Regions from separate parts of the Capsicum annuum genome. Here region 1 is linked to region 2. A link is a contact called in public Hi-C data. All regions are on one chromosome and are shown on one strand. The core of a region is the stretch at or near the end of the contact, and the rest is flanking DNA. Distances in the headings are between cores, read along the strand shown.

Region 1 (6,655 bases), core at 1,710-4,209, 87 kb after region 2:
ATTGAGCAGCACGCTAGCATCTTGCACTTTTAAATTTTTCAAATTTGGAATGATGAGTATCTTTTTTGTTTACTCTAGAGTCTTCACTTTACATATAATGATACAAAAATTATTCCAACTGTTCATGAAAGGAATAATTAACTTGTATGAAGAAATAAAAAAGTGTGTTGTGTTCACTTTATCTAAATTAATAGTAATATTCATATTTCTCGTGGATAATCATGAGATGAAATGTCCATCTCTTTTAGGGCGGATAGGTAGAAGTTCGAATACCAATTTGATCGAATTGAACGACTTTTAAAACAGTATTAAAAGATTTGTTATATATATATATTAGTTTAGGTATACGCGCCTCGCGCGTGTACCTCACTTTATTGAGTTTAAACGTTGCACTAAATAAGATATTTGTTTTTGTAACAAAGAAATATAATAATTAAATTCAACATTTTTTGGAAATTTAATTAATTAAACCTAACCTTTACCAAAAAAAATTTTAAAGCCGATCGACATTCATCTACTATCTGCAAACTGCAACAAAATAATACGATGATAGAAACATCAAAATAATATAATTAAATCTAACATTTACACAAAAATTTTCTCAAAGCCGTTTGACACTCATCTAACACTTGTGAACTATAACAAAATAATATGATGATAGAGATATCAAAATAATACAACTAAACTTAACCTTTACACAAAAAGATTCTCAAAACAGAGATATATATACAATACAAGTAAACCTAAACTTTATCTGAAAAAAATACTCAAAGTCGACCGACATTCATCTACTACGTGTAAATTCATCTACCACCTATAAGTTTATCTACGACGTGTAAACTATAAATATATCTTGATTAATAAATAAATATGCCTATTATACTATAAATATATAGTCATTGGATTAAAATTCTACTTTCAGTTCTTTTAATTTTATTTTCAAATAAAATTATATGATATCATCAGAATTCAATTCAGTTAATACTTTTCTAAAAGCTAGATTGTTAATTTAACTAAATCTCCTAATATCTCACGTGGATAAAAGAAAAAAAAAAGAAATTCGTATACAATTAGAACGGCTAACCAATTTCTTATGATGAAATATAATCCAAAGAATTTGGTCAAAATTGTAAATAAGTTAATTTTAAATTATTTATTGTATATAAGTCATTATAAAAAAATCACAAAAACTACCGTCTAACAAAAATACATGATAATTTATTTTTTTAACATAAAAAATATACTAAAATTTTAGGTAACTTACTTCAAATCACAAGAAAATTTGTCTCTTCAATCATAAATACTATTAATATTTCACTAAAAACTTCTCAATTATCAATTGTCTATCATGAATACATGATAATTTATTATTATAAACTTCAAGAACATACTAATTAAAATTTTAAAAAACTTACCTCAAATCACAAGCAAATTTATTTCTTTAATCATAGATATTATCAAGATTGTAAATATCAAAAACAAAAATTTTAGAAAACATACCTTAAATCACATCAAATTTATGAACAACGATAATAAAGGAAAAAACTATTTAAGAACTATATTATGGACGTATTATTGTAGAAAGGAAGAATTCTCAATTTATAAGAAATTTTAGGTTTAATTTACTTTACTTCTTTGTCAATTTAATTTTTATTTATTTAATATAAATCTTTTTTGTTTTTATGTTTTATTTTATTTTTATTTTTTCTTTCTTCTTCTTCTTTTTTTTTTCTTTTTGCCTCCACACGTTTTCTTTTCTTTTTCCTTTTCAATTCAATTAAATTTTCTTTCCAATTATATATTTTCCTTTTTTGTTCTCTTTTTTACTTTTGGACCTTCTTTTTCTTGGTTTTTTCAATTCAAATCAATATTATTTTTTATTTATTTAATTTATTAATAAATTACATATAAGGTAAGATTTAGATTGATTTAGAACTTTCTTTCCTAACTGATATAAGGATTTTAAATAATTTTAAATTTTTAATATTAATAATAACTAAATAATAATTTGAGGAAAATAGTAAAAAAACAATTCTGTCTAAAGAGGAGACTTTTAATGAAGGGCAAAAAGTTCAACTCACTTTTCTAAGGGTATTCACACTTTTAATATATTATAGATCATAGATATAGATTATATATATATATATATATATATATATATTCAGAATTCAATTAATATCACTTAAATTCGTTATTTTAAAATAAGAAATTTAGTAAATTAAAGTTTTGACTCTCTCTAATTCCTTCTTACCCTTTTATCCTATCTAATTGATCCTCCATCCAATTACCAGATAATAGATAAGGATGTTATTCAATGCTTGCTAATGTGACCAGAATTTAACTTATATTCCAAAAATGGAATAAATAATTTTACACATGAGATGTTCTGATATGATCGCTTCCTAATGGACATAATAATTCAGATTACAAACTATCAAGTATATTTGAATTATCTTTTTATGAATTTGACCATTTAATAAGTTTAAATAAAGGAAAAAATTATATAATATTATTCTTAACTTACTATAAATACTTAAAATCTCAACTTTTTTAAAAAAATTACATAGATTCCTGATTTTACTTTCTCTCTCTAAAAAGTTTGGAATTACATTCCGCACCCCCCACCCCCACCCCCACCCCCCATATCGTGCAATATCCATCTTTTCCCTCTCACGATTTCTCTCCTCGGTCGACACCACCACCACCATGAACACCCACCTTCACTATTCTCCAAACACACTCACTGCCTCTCCACCAACAACATTTTTCCTCCATTTTTCACATCAACCTTCTAAAATAAACCTCCATTAAAACTAACTAGACAACAGTAAATACCACTCCTCTTTGCTTCAATTTTCGTCAGAAAAATCACCACAACTGCAAATGACCCCCTTCTCCTTCATTTTCTTTTTTTCTCTCACCATCTCTATCTCGTCAGGACCTGCACATACAACTGTCGTGTTGAAAACTTATAAAACATCGTCTTTTTTTATTAAAATCGTAGAATTTCAACGATACAGATTAAGATTTGGCTAGATCTGATCGAAAATGTTTATTTCTTTCATTTGGATAATTCTGTGAAATTTATATATCTGATGAATTTTCATGTTGCTGATACATTGACTAATGTTTCTGATTAAAGTTATGTATCAGACCAATGTTAATGTTACTAATACACAAAAAAATCTTGTTCATAATACATTATGCATGAGATCCAAATTAGTTGGCAATGTATCAGAGTCGCAAGATATTTAGAAAACAATGATTTATCTGTGTAAAATTATTTCATTACGTTTATTAATATTGAGTGATATATTCATGTATGATGTTGATATATTCATGTAAAATTAAGTGATGTATCTATGTAGACTAGATAAAATTTTTTAGTAACATTGAAAAGAATTGAAATAAGAGTAATTAATTAGCTCCAAAACGAGTGAGATTTACGTTGTTTATACTTAAATAAATCTTGAACAATGTCTTAAAATTATTTAAAATGTATTCAAAAAATTTTGCTGAGTAGAGGCAAATCTAGACTCCTGTATATGGGTTCAGGAAATCAATGGTGCTTCTGTATATTTTGAATATATTGACTAATAGTTATAAATATTTGACTATAAATACGATTAGTATTACAATGTTAAATTAAATTCATATAGAAACCTATAAACTTCAAATAGTAGATTTGTCTTTAGCTAAAATGACTGTTCACTATCACTCTAACAATCATCATCACTATCTACCACTATACATCACTATGATAGTTGTCAACAACAACCCATCATCATATATCTCTCAATCACCTTTGGCCATCAACCACTACTATTAATCATATTTATAATTACTATCACTGTCACTTCCAATCACTATCACCGGTCGCTATTACACCCAATCACTTCCCTATCACAACTATATTACAATTCACAAAGATCAGCACTAACAACAATGTCAACCAAGACTACCGATGCCATCACTATTAGTCAAGCTACCGCCGACTACCATCACCATCACCACCATCATAACAAGTCACTACTGTCAACCAGAATTTCTATCATTACAATTACTATTACTATCGACCACCACAATCATCAATTACCACCAGCACCATAATCATAAGTTATTACCATCAATTGCCTCCACCATCCTAACAACCACTACATCATTGAAGTAAAGATATTAAAATTAATGTGCAAATAACATAAACCTCAATAGTTTGCTATTTAATTATACTCTCTCCCAACTTTTTTCTTAATTACATTAAATCTCTTCAGATGCATAAGTTAATGTCGTGATACATAAGTAACAGATACATAACTAGCAAACTAATTGACCATAAAAAAATAAGGATAAAAAATTAAATGACAGAGCAATTAATGAGATTTTAATTGGGATATGTCTCTTGAATTCCTAAAAATTAGTAACAACTTCATAATTGTTGTAAATATATTACCATATATAGTGAATGTCTACTTTACCATATATAGTGAATATCTATTTATGAAAAGGTTAGAAACCCCAAGGTTAGTTTTCTCCTATAAATAAAGAAGTTTTTCCTTTATTGTAAAAAACCCATCAAGAAATCTCTCAAGAGAAATAATAATAACTTTTTCTTCTCTCTCTATTCTTCTTCTTCTTTGCTTTATATTTCGTAACACGTTATCAGTGCGAGACTCTGCCAAATAAGGTGAGATTATAAATCAAAAAGGTAATTTCAAGGTTAGTAATTTCTTATGTTATTTATCTTTTGCTACTAATGATATAACTATTATTAGATTTGAGAAAAAAATAATTGATTTGAAACCACTTATGCTTCAAATTTGTTCATGAAGAACAATATTGTAAAAGATACGATGATGAATTTAAATCTCATCTCATTAAGAGGGTAAGACATTGGGTTAAAAGTTTCAATGCACCATGATGATAAGATGTTGGGTTCAAGTCCCATCGAGTTATTGCCTAAGATGCCTTTTTATATGGATAAGATATTGAGTTTAAATCTCAATATACCATATTGATGATATTATGATGGCTAAAGCAAAATAATGGATGTTTGTGAAAAGCATGAGACATGTTTCATTGAATATGCTCCATTCTCTGAAGTGAATATGGTAGCAATGCATAATATATCTGAAAGAAGACAAGTGGTTGAATGTACGAATGTAAGCGTGAAGGGAAAATATGATAATTAATAATATTTTCACATGCTTATTATGATTATTAGATATGTTAGAGAAAAATTCTCTACATTGTATGCACACCTTGATTTGCTCTTGAATTAACAATATTTTGAAAGAGGTTATAAGCTATCAAATAATGATAGGATTAAGGCACGATTATATTCCATTCCTGTATGAGAATTTTGATTGTTATAAGCATAAATTCATTTCATGGAATGAATGTGATAATATTTAGTAAATCTTATCAATACAAACGTGCACTTGATTATGATGGTATCACAATTCACCTCCGAATGAGGCAGAATAACTGAGAAGAGTTATTTTGAAATCTACTTCTGAAGTAGTAAATTCAAAAATTTATTTATGTAATAGTAGATCTGAAATTTACTAAAGAAAAAAAAAGGCATATGTCATGGTAAACTTGGAGTTTACTAATATAAAAATTCATAAATTGACATGAACGATTGCTACATCGCGAAAATGTGCATATTGAGTATTGACATATGTTGAAGAAATAGAAGATTCTTCAAGAATTGTTTATGTTACTTGTTCTCATGATAAGTTGGTTGGATCAACTAATGTTGGGATTTGATCCCTCAAAATCTGAAAATTATAAAAGGTGAATAAGGGCACATTCACCTATCATATGATATGTTTTGAAAAGATGCATCAATAAGATGATCACATGTACATTTATTGTCAACCTGCAGTTTGACATTCATAAAGTTGCTTGCTTAATAAAATTGAATTAAGAGCATAACTTTCAGATTGTTTAATCAAGGCAATCATCTTGATAATGCTAATTAAGTTGGAGCTAAATGTCTTTGATAAATAGTTGAATCATTGCTTATGAGAACAAAACCACATGTGTTGATCTGAAGTATGACATATTGCATACAATAACACTTGTTTGCATTAGACTAAAAATTATGATTATTTCTTTCCTTTCAATCGGTTCAAGGTCAGGAACCAACTATTCCATCTAATAGTTTTAATGTGCGGTGTACGATTAATGAATATACCATGATGCTCAAAGATGAATTTCTCAAAGAAGATGGAGGATGTATGTTAGTTTTCCTAATATAAGGGGGAGATTATAAACAAATATGAAATATGTTAGGAATTATCATCAGGTCCTCATTCAAAAGATAGTTCAAGTAAAATGTCGAAAACATCTCATATTTAAGCTACAAGTTCTCCTATTTAGTGTTCCTAAAGGACAAAGCTACGCATATATGAAGCATGGTAAACCGATCGATTTCAAATGAAATAATTCTTATAAAGAATAAGGAGCAAATAATCATAATAAGAAGGCAATGTGCTCTTGAAGAGCATATGACATAACACTTCATGAAATCTTATAAGACATTCACGTACCTGAAAATAATGAAGTGATGAGATCTCAAAATGTTATGTTGCATTATGAACCGATACAGAATGAGAAATCGTCAATGATATCTTTGATACAATATTGGCGC
Region 2 (6,440 bases), core at 2,866-5,365:
GACATAAGAAAAAGTGAAGCATCTGCCAATGGGTGGGGAGACGCTATTACTGGTTGACAATTTGAGGCAAACAACTTGAATGCTAACAAACAAATATTGTTACATTGGTTTTCCAACAAAAAAAATTCAGATGTTGTATTTATAGTTTTTTGTCTTTTTGCTAATTACGTCCCTCATCTAATTTCTATCAATCCTTATCCCTAGCGCCGACGTAAATTCTCGTTAAAGATTGATCCATAATAATATGACATATCTACGTTCACATACTCTTGTGATCTCCGAACTCCAAACCTAAGTGATCTATCCATGATCAAAATAAAATTTGAGTGAAATTAAGTGGAGATTTAAATCGATTGATATTGAAGAGTGAGGAAATAAGTATATTATATGTATATTTTATATAAATATATACTACTTATATTATTATACATGATGTATATGTTTTATAAACTAGAATGATTCAAAGCTATTAGGCTTTAATGTTCCCCTTTTTCCCCCTCTACCTCCTCACTATTCATATGTGTCATGATCCAATAAAGAAAAATTAACTACTAATAAATAGTTTTTCTATACTGATAAATGTAAAAATTCTCAAGGGCAAGTTAACACGGTTCAAAGAATAATAATGGAACAGTCCCTTTACATTCTTTATTTAAATATTAGGTTTTTATGTAGTAGAGTCTGAACTCATATTGTACGTTTTGAGTCAATTCCGACTGTTTTCTCAAAAATCTATTATATATAGTTTTCTAACTTCTTCAGCTATTAATATGAGACTTTTATTCGCACACCCAATATAATATATATCTAACTACATTATGCGTTGTTGCGTTGAACTTTACAATTATACCAAGGCCCTGGGGGCAAACATTTCTTAGTCTATACATTGTCACCATATATCACATAGTGACAAACGTAAAGTGCGGGGAAAAAAGTAGTAAAAAAAGTTGTTAAATCCAAACGAAAAAAGGTTATGTATGTAAATAATGGGTCCCTAGAAAATACAAACTCAAACTAGATATTCTGGATGAATAATATAATGTGGGGAAGGTTGGATTCTTATAATGATCTTCCACTAAAAAAAAATTGTACCATCTAAAAATCGATTCTAATTCGACAAAGATCTTTTCATCCTATAAACTTTAGTTTTCCATGATGCCACAATTTATTTTTATTTAAATAAAAAAAATCGAATCATATCAAGTGGTCTCTTTTCAAAGTCATATGGTTCATGGGATTTCTTTTGGAATTTTAAAGAATAAGAATGACCAAGAAAAAGGTCCTTTAAGGGGTCAATATTAATTTTCCAAATTTCTTCGTTAATAAGTTTGATGTTTGGTCGTTTGATGGATTGGACAATAAGGAGGGGGGAAAGAAAAGAAAATGGAGACAAGAGAAGATAAAAAGAAAAAAAGCAACCAATTCCCAAGTATCTTTTAGTCCATAACAATTGTCAACTTGCATCACTTTGTAACCAAGTTGCATGCCCTTGTTGCAATTTTAACACCAATCATCACTATCTTTAGGATGCTTTTCCTAATAAGGTTATTGGATTGTTAATTGTATAGCTATATCCATAGAACCATTACTTTATATGAGTAATCACTAGCTCACTAGGCATGCTTTTCCTGGTTGTCCACGCAATATCGATTATTTGTATATGAGTCTCGATTAATTTAAATTTACATTAAGGCTTATTAAAAGGGACGTACTTTACTAAGATTTTTTTATTACAAGAACTCAAACTAAAAATGATGCTTAAAGATTGAGAGATTCTATCCATCATATATCCAGTATAACTCTTAAACTGTTGTTGGAATTTAATTTGAGTCCTTATTATATCTTAGTTAAGCATATTTATAACTTTTAATTAATTAAAGAATATCACCCTTCATGTTTTCTACCAATCAAACAATGTGACATATAACTTTTAATTGAAGAGTATAATCAAAGTCTTAAAGAGCAAGAAATAGGAGGAGAAAAATAATGAAAGAGCCAAAATTAAAGAGTAAACAAACATAACTTTTACTTCAAAGTAATTTGACTTTTTCTTCTATTTGTTTGTCAAAGTACTACGCTATCATTTATAACGGCTTTAAGTATATTCAAATATACGGAAAAAAACAATCTAATTAATAAAAGAAAGAGTGATTCTTAAATATAATAATAATAATAATAATAATAATAATAATAATAATAATAATAATAATAGTATTTTATAAAAAATAAGAAAGGGAGAAGGACAAAGAGGGTGAATAGGTGCATCAAATGCGTGGCAACGTTACTGGGTTTGATCACATTTCCCAAGTATGTTTCATTGAATATTGGCTACATTTGCCTTAATTTCTGCTCATTTTATGTCTCACCCAATTAAAATCCACGTGCGTCCTGTTCAGTTATAAATGTCAACATTTTTCACCCAGGCATAAATTTTATTTCTACTTCATAAAAGTAAACAATTAAAAAATTGATAATTTAGATTCATCATTTATAAATATAAAAATCTGCCATTCTTCTATGAAGACCTACTAAAAGAATGTGTCACATAAGTTGGTACTACCTCGGTCCATATTTATTGATTATTTATTTTTTTATATGCATATTAAGAAAATATAAATAAGAAAATAATTTTATTAATTTATTTTTAAAAAAAAAAATTGAAAACTTGACAAATAATTGTGAACATTTTCAAAAAGAATTAATTATAAAGGTGATATAAAAAAAATTAATTAATATTCTTTTGATTTAATAATGTATACTACAAATATGAAATAATTATTTTTAATAAGATAATCAAGTAATATGGAATATGGGATGGATGGAATACCATTTTAACGTTTCAATTAAAATGATCATGATAGCACTAAAATGTACATTAATTTAGTACCTTATTAAATGACTTATTAATTGCACCGTAGTACATAAATTTTAACTCTTACTATTTTATTATATTTTGTCAATTAAAAGGTTATTCAAATATCCCCTCACAGAGGGGAAGAAGGAAAACTAGAGAATGATTGATAAACACACACAGAAGTCACAATAGTTTCAGTGGATTGGTAAGTATTTTTTTTACCAGGGGTATCATGTTCGAGCTTTGAATATGAATAATTACCTTTGCTTTTATCTTAGTAAATGAAACTTTTAGATGTAAATTTGAATTTAGTTAAATCTCAATATAAATATATTAATTAATAGAGAAATGAAAATGGAAATGGAAAGTTTACCAGAAATTCGATGAGTGCGCTGATGAGATAGATATAATAAGTAGTACAGAAGGCATCAGATAAGAATCCACCAAGAAGTGCCAATAGAAATGCAGTGCCCATAAAATTTGTCACAGAATTTGCTGACTTTGATGGTGAAAAATGCATGTACTCTGAAAAGTAGAGTACCAAGTTGCTTGCATTTGCCAAATATGCTAAATTCTCCAACACCTCCACCACTGTTATTTTCACCCAAAATAAAAAAACACAAATCAAATTCTCTAAATTTCACATGTAAGAAAAAAAGATAATTTGGTGTGCTAAGCTTTCGTTATGAATAGGATCAGAAGAAGGGTCGGACTACAAAAGTTAATTTTTTCTATATTTTTGCAAGAGATTGTTATCACAGCTCGAACCCTTGACCTTCTTATCCTATGACATCAATTTTACCAGCTACATGACGGCTCTTTTGAAAATTTTACATGCAAGAATGAGCCAAAAAACTTGAAAAAGATAACAATTTATATAAAAATTTTCCAAGAAGATGGTTTTTTAGGTTTTACCCAATACGAACGAGGCAGCACGTAATCCACCATGTCTATTAGTAAGTGCAGGCCTATTTTTCCAATCAACATAGCCATTCCAAGTGCTTAACTGGCTTTGGCACTCTGTATCCTGCAATACAAAACAGAGTGATGAATACATGAAAGAAAAAATGACAATTTTTTTTTTTTGGTTTTTTTAAAGTAGGTAAAGGAAAAGAGAAAGAAAGAGGAAAGTACCATTATTTTTCTATTTGTATGGTTTGTGTGAGCTTTAATCTAAACTTGGGTTATAAGAGGTTTAAGTTGAGAGGTTAAGAGAGTGGGGGAATCTTAGGAATTCAAAGGACTGAGATAGAAAGGAGAGTTATCAAAGTTGGGGGTATTTAAAGAGTTGAAGAGAATATATGGACCTTTTTAGGGATTGTTTGGTAGAGTATATTAAAAAAAAGAATTATGTATTAATCTTGCGTATAATGTATCTTGTTTGATATATATTTTTAGTTTATGTATAATTAATGTAATTTATTATGTATTGAGGTGTGTATTGTTAATACTTCAAAAGAAATTAATAATGCAATGAATTCTAATGTATGCACTAACATGAATAAAAATGTAATTACCCCTTAAAAATTTTCTCACATCACTTTTATCATATTTAATTTGTGGAGGGTATTTTTATAAATAATATTTTTTAAAAGAAAAATATGTAATGTATTTTATTTTTAATACATAGAATCAAACATTGCATAAGAAAAGTCTCAATATAACTAATGCTAGCATAATTAATACTTCTATTACTAATGCAAGCATTATAAATACACCATATTTCACATTATTTTAACCAACCAAACTACCTCTTACTGTGAGAAACTTATAAAGCATCAAGGTTGTGATACAGTGGATGACATATTCCTTAATTAGGGATTTTGCTTTTAAGCTTTGAATATCAAATTTTTTTTTGTTAAGGAGCAATTTCCCCGCATAGAATCTATGTGACATAAATCCAGACTAGTTAGACTCCCTACAACTATCGAGCAATGAATAAGAAATCAAAAAAATACAAAACCAATTAAAAAGCATTTGGAAAAAAGCAAAGGCTAAAGATATGGAGCTAGAATTTTTAATTTACACATTCTAAGTTATAATTCCTTTTTTGTTTATTTGACTTAGAATGTAATATTTATACTTGTTGATAAGTGTTAAAATTTAAAATATAAATATAAAAAATTGAGTCAAAATTAGTGAATTTTTTCGAGTTAAGGCTGATTTGGCTCTAACAAAAGATTCAACAATTATCTATCCACACCCAAAGGAGTCGTTTGGTTTGAAAACAAGTTATACCGAAATTAGTTATGTTATAAATAATACTGAGATTAGTTGTCATGGGATAAGTTATCCTGAGATTATTTTTTAGTGGTTGCTTGATTTGTGGTATTAAAAATAATATGTAGTACATTGTTGTAAAAATATATTGTTTGTTTACTAAAATACCCTTCACTTTAGTTAACTTAATTATTTTTATGTTTGTATTCCTATAATTTTTCTCTCTCTCTTTTTTTTTTCAAGAGAGAGACAATTATTTTCTATTATTTGAAGTTTCAAAATTATTTTTCTTTTTTTAAAGAAAAAGAAACATGAATAGTTTTAATTGGGAATTTGGGACTTCAATCTGGTGAAGGTATAAAATCCTACTTAATCCTAAGTTCTAATTTTTTTTTTACTTAATCCTAAGTTCTAATTTTTTTTTTACTTAATCCTAAGTTCTATTATTTATAGTAGTGTAATATTTATTTTAAAATATTTAAATATAAATGTGTGAATCAATACTCAAAGTATTATATAATGTGATGATGATTGAGTGCACCTTTTTAAGTGAAGTTAGATATTTAAATCTTATAATCTCTCTTTTTTTTTCTTCCTAAAATTGGGGGAACCTTTCTTAACGGTTATTGATAATACTTATTGCATTTTAATTAATTTTATACTTTATCCTTCAAAATTTTCAAGTATGTTACATTGAAAAATTCTAATTCTTTTTATCACTATAATTTTTTATATAATTGAATCAAATGAGTATATTAAAATTAGTAGTAGTGGATGATATAACATAAAATCAATGGGTTCAAGCGATTTCAATATTTCTGACACGATATATATATATTAAACGATAAAAATTAATTTTGGATCTATAACTTTAAAAGTTTAACTGATTCAATGATAAGAACCTTAAGATCAAATCGGTCACATTTATATCTTAGATCTACCTTTTCATAGTAAAGCATCCCTCCTTCCAAAATTCTAATACGTCTATGCTACCTATATGTTTTTATGTAATGTAATAATATATTTGATAAATTAGTTGAGTGAAGTACATGCATAGTAATTTGGTCATCGTAGTAAAAAATGAATTATTTTCTCAGAAAATTTGTGTGTTAATGTTGCTCGACCTAAAATTGATTATTAAGTTTACAAGATATTAAATCAACATAGTTGCTCATATGATAATTTAAAGATAATATTTCAGAAAGTAGAGGCGATGATAAAATAAAATAAATAACCAAGTAGAAATGGAAGCGAGCATTAGGCGAAGGATGATTTAACCAAAGTATGTCTATATTAATATATGTGACTATGATCACTTCTTTGATATAGAAAAATAATTAGAGCCAAAATCATAATTTCGCTAAAA

What was found. Hi-C and Micro-C count contacts between places; a contact is called where the count stands out from the background.
Region 1: a contact with region 2 is called in a Hi-C map of bud, with 2.4 times the contacts expected there. The contact joins the enhancer-like site here to the promoter of LOC107848208 in region 2. A contact is called at or near these places in 2 of 5 Hi-C or Micro-C datasets (bud and placenta).

Annotation. Positions count from the first base shown.
Region 1 is chr11:29,087,537-29,094,191 of UCD10Xv1.1, forward strand. No RefSeq gene overlaps it. Among protein-coding and RNA genes, the nearest start is that of LOC107846568, 40 kb to the right of the region's middle. Within about 2 kb of position 2,960, at least 4 of the 5 cell types and tissues checked have an H3K27ac peak or open chromatin away from gene starts, as enhancers often do. A contact at or near this core is called in bud, where this site is marked.
Region 2 is chr11:28,999,529-29,005,968 of UCD10Xv1.1, forward strand. LOC107848208 (protein NRT1/ PTR FAMILY 4.6) reads right to left here and starts at 4,116. Exons shown (of 5, transcript XM_016692912.2): 1 at 3,989-4,116; 2 at 3,770-3,881; 3 at 3,228-3,445. The coding sequence starts at 3,991.